2 separate regions of the Sus scrofa genome follow, and region 2 is linked to region 1. The links are chromatin contacts, called in public HiChIP or PLAC-seq maps. All regions are on one chromosome and are shown on one strand. Each heading gives the region's core, a stretch centred on a gene start, on an enhancer-like site or on the middle of the called end of the contact. The rest is flanking DNA. Distances are from core to core; before and after follow the strand shown.

Evidence for each region. HiChIP or PLAC-seq counts read pairs in DNA pulled down with a chosen protein or histone mark.
Region 2: an H3K27ac HiChIP or PLAC-seq map of skeletal muscle shows a contact between it and region 1. The contact joins the promoter of ADPRHL2 here to the enhancer-like site in region 1. A contact is called at or near these places in 13 of 47 Hi-C or Micro-C datasets (blood, embryonic fibroblasts, epiblast stem cells and 5 more) and 2 of 2 datasets of contacts at active chromatin or transcription factors (alveolar macrophages and skeletal muscle).

What each region holds. Positions count from the first base shown.
Region 1 is chr6:92,334,288-92,337,947 of Sscrofa11.1, reverse strand. No RefSeq gene overlaps it. Among named protein-coding and RNA genes, the nearest start is that of THRAP3, 14 kb to the left of the region's middle. Within about 2 kb of position 1,382, at least 34 of the 83 cell types and tissues checked have an H3K27ac peak or open chromatin away from gene starts, as enhancers often do. A contact at or near this core is called in skeletal muscle, where this site is marked.
Region 2 is chr6:92,236,684-92,240,380 of Sscrofa11.1, reverse strand. ADPRHL2 (poly(ADP-ribose) glycohydrolase ARH3) reads right to left here and starts at 1,914. Exons shown (of 6, transcript XM_003127788.4): 1 at 1,665-1,914. The coding sequence starts at 1,881. It overlaps TEKT2 (tektin-2), which reads right to left. Exons shown (of 10, transcript XM_005665212.2): 7 at 3,429-3,536; 8 at 3,162-3,305; 9 at 2,948-3,027; 10 at 2,256-2,781. The coding sequence ends at 2,568.

The DNA of each region.
Region 1 (3,660 bases), core at 133-2,632:
ACATGTCTTACATCTGAGTATTGTGGGTAAAATGCATACTTGTTACAAATACCTAGTCCAGACATACTTGGGGGCTCCCCTCTCCCTCCTCCCTTCTAGGCAAGAGTATAAGGCTACTCACTAAGCACCCCTTAGGGCACCTCAAACACCCTGTGATGCCTACTGGATGGAATAAGACCAGAAATGCCATAATCCATGAGGGCAGGGGGTAGGGGGCAGGGACTTTGTTCACAGCTGCTTTGTGGATTTTTTTTTTTTTTTTTTTTTTTTTTTTTTTTTTTTTGCTTTTTAGAGCTGTGTCTGCACCCTACACCACAGCTCTCGGCAACACCGGATCCTAAATCCACTGAGCAAGGCCAGGGATCGAACCTGAAACCTCATGGTTCCTAGTCAGATTCGTTTCTGCTGCGCCAGACAGGAACTCCTCTTTTTGCTTCTTTAGCATTTTACTTGCGACATACGGAAGTTCCCAGACTAGGAGTCAAATCAGGAGCTGGAGCACCTGGCCTTAGCCACAGCCACAGCAACGCCATGTCTGAGCCATGTCTGCAACCTACACCATAGCTCGCAGCAACGCTGGATCCTTAACCCACTGAGTGAGGCCAGGGTTTAAACCTGCTTCTGTTTGGATACTAGTCAGGATTGTTACCCCTGAGCCACAACGGGAACTCCTGTTCACAGCTACTTCAGCAGACCTTCAGACCCCTTCTCAGTCTCAGCAGTTCTCCCAGTTTTCCTGGCTTCAGAGTCAAAGCAGCTGAAGCCACACTGGGGATGAGGGCAGGTATACACGAGGACTGGTTCCCGAGAGGAGAATCAGAATGAGCAGGAAACCAGGAGTTGCCTCTCAAGAACATGGATCTACTTGGGAGCAGGAAAACTCATCCGTCAGGGGCATTTCCTCCCCAGAAAACATTTGGCAATGTCTAGAGACATTTTTGGTTGTCACACTTAAGGGGAAGGGTGCTACTGGCATCTGGTGGGCAGAGGCCAGGGATGCCACCAAACATCCTACAATGCACAGGACAGCCACCCCAGTTCCCCATCAGAGAATGATCCTGCCCCAAACACCAGTAGTGCTGAGCTTGAGAAGCCCTGGGATAGGAGATACAGTGGGGAGAAATTCAGACAGGGCAAGGTCTAGGAAGAGATTAAAAAAAAAACCAAAATCTCTCCTGGCCTGTGTGCTACGGGCCCCTTCCCCCCCCCCCCCCCCGCAACACCTGTTTCTGTGTGTAGCCATTCAGTCTCTTCTGGGTCTTGTCCTGTTTCTCTAGTCCCTCTCTGGTGATGCCCTTGTTTGTTTATCTCTTGGTCTCTTTTTCTCACTCTCAGCTATGCCATCTGCCCTGGCTGGATTCTTGTGTTCTGAGACATGAGACAAGCCTTTGGCATTCGTACTCCCTCGGCTTAGACTAATCACTCCAGCTGCCTCGGCCTGGGAGCCTGGCCAGGAGGTTGACGGAGGGGGAGGGTACAGAGATAGGGGACCCAAAGTTCCCCACCACTCTTCACACCACCCGTCTTACCTTTGCCCCAAGGGCCCTCCTGCCTGCCTCCGTGAGGCCTGGAGCTCCAAGTGCTGTCCCCTGGGCCTGGGGCTGAAGTGAGCCTGTGCAAGCGGCCTTGCCCTCCCCGCTGACCCCTTCTTCCCCACCCCACCCCCAGCTCCTTAAATTTCTCCTCTAGCCTAGTCCAGCAGCTGTCACAAAAACAACGGGGAGCTAGGCAGCTCCTCCCTCGTGGTCCTGCCCAAGGCGGTAAGTGACACCAGGCTCACTGCTACTGAGCCCAGGAACTCCTGCCAAGCGACAAGTCACTTGTGGTCTCTGCTCCAGTCCTGGTTTCTAGGACCCAGAGCCCAAAGCTCAGACCCAGGACATGGTACCCTTTGCTTGGAACCCAGTGCTCAGCATCCAGGCTCGATTACCAGTGCCCATCACCAGGACCCAGGGCCAAAGACTCAGCCCTCAGTGCCTGGTGCCAGAGTTGTCTGCCCTGCCCCTCACTAACCTCCCCTGGCAGACTCCTGGGGCCAAGGCTGCTGTGTGCTGGGCCATCAGAGCCCATGGTGGGCACTATGTGAGGCCAGGGACCCTGCAGAGGACTCTACTGGCAAGTTTCAAAACAAATTGGAGTGACTTTTAATGTGAGAAAAAAGAATGTATTTGTGTATGGGTAACTGGGTCACCATGCTGTGCAGTAGGAAAAAAATATATATTGGGAAAATAAAAAATAAATAAAATTTAAAAAATGAAATAAAAGTGAAGTAAAAGTTTTTTTTTTTTTTTTTTTTTAACTTTTTAGAGCCACATCTGCGGCACAGGGAAGCTCCCAGGCTAGGGGTTGAATTGGAGCTGCGGCTGCAGCATCTTGGGATCTAAGCCGCGTCTGTGACCTACACCACAGCTCACAGCAACACCAGATCCCCAACCCACTGAGTGATGCCAGGCATCGAACCTGTGTCCTCATGGATGCCAGTTAGATCTGTTTGCACTGAGCCAGGACAGGAACTCCTAAAGTCACTTAAATGAAGATTTGAACTAAAAATTAGAGGAAGTTCCCATGTGGCTCAGTGGGTTAAACATCTGCTGTTGTCACTGCTGCGAACTTCTACATGCTGCAGGTGCAGCCAAAAAACAAAAAAATAAATAAAATAAAAATTAGAGAAAGGACCAGCAGTCCTTTCTCCCTCCAGCAGTCAGAGGGAGGGCAAAGGTCAGATAAAACAGAGGATGCCCAGGTAAATTTGAATTCAGGTAAAAACAAAGACATTTTGGAGTGCCTGTCATGGCACAGAGGAATCAAATCCAATTAGGAACCATGAGGTTGCGGGTTTGATCCCTGGCCTCAATCTGTAGGTTAAGGATCTGGCGTTGCCATGAGCTATGGTGTAGGTCGAAGACTTGGATCAGATCCCACATTGCTGTGACTCTGGCATAGGCTGGTGGCTACAGCTCCAATTCAACCCCTAGCCTCCACATGTTGCTGGTGCAGCCCTAAAAAGACAAAAGACCAAAAAAAAAAAAAAAAAATCCATAGGGACAAAAGAACATGGGATGAAATATCGCTTCTGCTCCTGCCTCTTTGCCACCCAGTTCCCTTCCCCACTTGTCTGTGTTTCCTTCCAGAGACATCTTGTTGCCACAGTCAGATCATCGTCCTGGCCTCCAGCCTGTCCAACCTGCCTCCATACTGTGGCCGGCTGGTGTTCTGTCTCCAGTCCTGTAAACTCCCAACTTAAAAGCCTGCTGTGGTTTTTTGTGTGTTTGTTTGTTTTGTCTTTTTAGGGCCACACCTGCAGCACTGCTATGGTTTCCTATGCCATGAGACAAAGAACAAGCTTCCCAGCTAATTAGGATACAAGGCGCTCAGGGCCTGATTCCCATCCAGCTTCCAGGATGCTTGGCAAAACCTGCAGGTCTCACACACCCTGCCGCTTACCCTCCCTCCCCCAGCTCTTCCAGCTTCCATGCTCTTGTTCACGTTTTTCTGTCAGATGTTTATTGCACACAGACAGCTCGATAGTGTGCCAGGCACTGGGGGCCACAAAGGACAAGGTAGACAACAAAACTTGTAGTGTCCATGCTCTTGGGACTCAGGTTCTGGCAGAGGAGCATTTAATAGACAAATCATTGCCATAGAGTATTTGTTGTGCTG
Region 2 (3,697 bases), core at 665-3,164, 98 kb after region 1:
AGATGATAGGAGATGTAGCCAAGCCCGCCTCCAGCCCAGCCCAACTGCACGTCCCATCCCCTGGTTCATATGACCTAAAGCAGGCCAGTGAGACTCTGAGAACGTGGCTGGGGCCACCACAAAGAGAAACTTCTTCTGCTGGAGCTGCAGAGCTGGGTGCTGCTGGGGGCCCCCCTAAGGGAAGGGTCTGCCAGAGGAAAGCTCACCCAAAAGAATGCAGATCTGAACAAGGAGAGGAACTGGGTCTTGAGATGGCTTGGCTCAGCTCCACTTAAAGCCAGGCCTACCACTGGATTTCCCAGCGATGTCACCCAATGCATTCTCTTTTTGCTCAGGCTATTTTGAATTGGGTTTTCTGCCACTTGCGCCTAAAAGGTCCTAAAACCTCAACCTCAAATGTTTTTCCCTCATCTTAACATCAAACCAAAATGAAAATATAAAACTGTCCCAACATCCTGTCTGACTCTCAACCACAGTTCATCTCTCTCCTTCTCTTCATACCAAACCATACTTTTATCTTCTCCTTTTCCAATTCTTCCTAAACACAACTGAAATCTAACTTTTTTTTTTTGCCTTGTAGGGCTGCACCTGCGGCATATGTAGGTTCCCAGGCTAGGGGTTGAATCAGAGGTACAGCTGCTGGCCAACGCCAGAGCCACAGCAATGCGGGATCCAAACCATGTCTGCAACCTACACCACAGCTCATGCCATGCTGGATCCCCCTGAGCAAGGCCAGGGATGCAACCTGCAACCTCATGGTTCCTAGCCAGATTTGTTTCCACTGTGCCATATGGGAACTCCTGAAATCTAACTTCTAAGGTTCAACTTTCTACTGAAAATGCTTTTCTAAATCTAGATTTCCCGAGACTTAACCCCTTTTACCATCACACCAGTGACCAGTGTCTTCGTCCAGAAATTCTTGAGTTTTGTTGTTACGCATCTCCCCACTTCTCCTATCAAACAATTTCCTTCTCTAGCTCCTTTTCCTCCTTCAGGGTTCTGGGTGTGGCCCTTTTCCCTTACTATTCTATATGCTCTCCCAGAAGACTCATTCTCTGCTTGACCTCAGCTGTGATACTGAGCTGAGATCTGGGTGATGAGCAGACTGCCCAGGGGAGAGAGCTTTACAGGCAAACGGACAGCGGTACATGCAAAGGCCTCGGCAAGAGGAAGCACGATGTGACAGCAATGCAGAGCGGTACAAGATGAAACTGGGGCCGCAGGGGAGGACCGGCCACAGATGGCACGTTAAAGAGTTTGATTCTGTCTTAATGGTAATGGAAAATCACTGCAGAGCTTCACGCGCGCGGGAGGCAGCCATCAGATCTGTTTTCAGATGCGCACTCCCAGCTGCGTGGAGATGGACCGGTGGTGCACTGATCCAGGAGAACTGGGTAAATCGGGTCGAATCGGCAGGGGTGTACTACTGGACAAGGCAATCTAGGCGTGGCCTGTACCGCGGGAGGATGGGGTTGCCAGGCCCGTAACCGGCAAACGTCTGGGGCGAGACTCGTGAAGATGGGGCTCGGATTTAAACAAGCTGAGTCCGAGGTGCCCGCAAGTCCTGCAGATCCGGCCACTCACTCCCGCTGCGGTTCCCTCCCTCCCAGCGTCCCTCGCGACCCTTGGCCTCCACGTGCCCCAGTGCGTCCGGGCCCGCCCACCTGTCCGCGGGCTCCCCGCCGATCCGGGGTCCGGCTCCAGGTCCTGGACCTGACGCAGGACTGACGTCAGGTCGACCGTGTCGCGCGCCTCGTAGACGGCGCCCACGCAGTCCCCGAGCAGCGCGCCAGCCAGGCAGCCTCGGAAGCGGGAGAGGGAGCGGGCCGCCCCTGCCCCTCCGGAGGCCGCTGCCGCCGCCGTCATCGCTGCCACTGCCATCCGCGCCGATCCGCAGCCACTTCCGGTGCGGCCGACGCGTGCCCAGCGGCGCCGCTTCCCTGGCCCCACAGCGACACCCCGAGGCGCGGAGTCATAATTCCCGCGCGCGAGTGACCTGGGTGGTCCCGCAGCCCTGGTTCGATTGGGCTCGGCCTCTGGTTTTAGTCCCCATCCCCCACCCCTGGAAAGGGCATCACAGTCGGACGGGACGTCCACTAAAGGGTCCCCAGGGGTGGGCACTGAGCCAGACTGTAGGGTCACTGGCTCCGAGGCCTTTATGTGCCCGGGTACCCCAGCCCTCCCAGGGCAGCCGCCGCTCATGGCCCCCACTCAGGGCTGGGTGCCCCTCATCCCCAAGCCCTCCCCCCATCACCCTGGCCCCCTCAGGGCCTCTCCTAGGCATCCAGAGGGCAGGCTAGGGTCCAACTGGGGCAGAGCTTGTTGGAGGTCGCACAGCTAGAGCCCAGGGGTGCTGGCCTGGTCGAGACAGGCCCCCTGAGGGGAGAAAGGGGAAGGAGTGGGATTTGGAACTTGGAGCTTGAGGGATGATGTTCCCCGCCTGTGCTCCTCCAACTACAGGGGTAGCAGAGAACCCTCTGGACTGAGAACCCCCCACCTTTATTGACTCATTATCCCCACCTCCACTTCATTTCCCACCAGCCTTCCCCTCTGTTCTCAGCCCCTCGCTAGGTCAGCTCCAGCTGGCAGGTCTTGAGTGGACTCAGGGTGCGGTTTGTGGTGCGTGTGAAGGTGTCCACCTCAGGCACAAACTTCTCAGCAGGCACGGTCAGCTTCCGACGAGTATCCATGCACTTGGTGTCCAACAGCATGGAGTTGGCCTTGCAGGCGATATCAGCCTGCAGCCGAGCCAGGTGCTTGTACAGGGCATCCAGAGCGTCCCTGGGGAGGGAGGATTAACAACCCACCACCACTACATGAGGCTGGGCAGGCAGGGCTGAGCTTACCCACCTTGAGTCAGGAAGCCAGCAGGGAAGCCAGCAGGCAGCACGCCGCTGGGGTGGTGGGAGTTGTCTCCCCGCCCCTCCTGCTCACTCCCCAAACCTACTGTGCTTGAGCCAGCTTCTGCTTCAGGGCGGCAATGGTTGCCTCTAACTGGTGAACCTCATCAGTGAGGCCGAACTGTGCCTGGAGGTAGAGGAGCAGGTGGGAGGGAATCCCAGGTCAGCCAGGCTGTCCTTCTGCCCATGGGCCAGGGGGTGGCCTATGCCAGAACCCCTGCTCCACCAGGGAGCCCGTGCCCCGCTGGGGTGCCCTCATACCTGGTCACGGCAGAGTTCCACATTAGGCCGGTAGGTCCTGGTCTCTAGCCGGGTATGGCATAGCTTCAGGTTCTGCAACTTTCTGCGCAGATCCTCCTCCAGGTGCCGGATGTCCTCCTGCAGCTCAGCAATCTCCTCCAAGGTCTGCAGGGACAGAGGGACTGGTCTCCACCTGGTGCACCCAGTCCAGGGCTTCCTGGCAAGGCCCCAGGCTCCTCATCCCACAGCAGGAAGTCCAGGCCCCAGGAGATACGCGGAGAAGCTCACATTCTTCTCTTGCCACTTGAGCTCACTGTACACCTTCTCCATCTCCCGCAGCCGCTTCCTGAAGGCAAATTCCGTTGCAACCCTTTGGGCTTCGAGTTCATTGTTGGTCTGAAGGACAGGAAGTAGGCAGGACAAGGGGAAGGTATAAGCTTTGGCCTCTGGCCATCTGAGGATGTGGCTCAGGTGAGGGGTGGGATGCCACATGGCTGACAGGGAACAAAAGACAAAGGCTTGAGTGCATGCTGTGGCCGTCCCTTGGCCACTGAGGA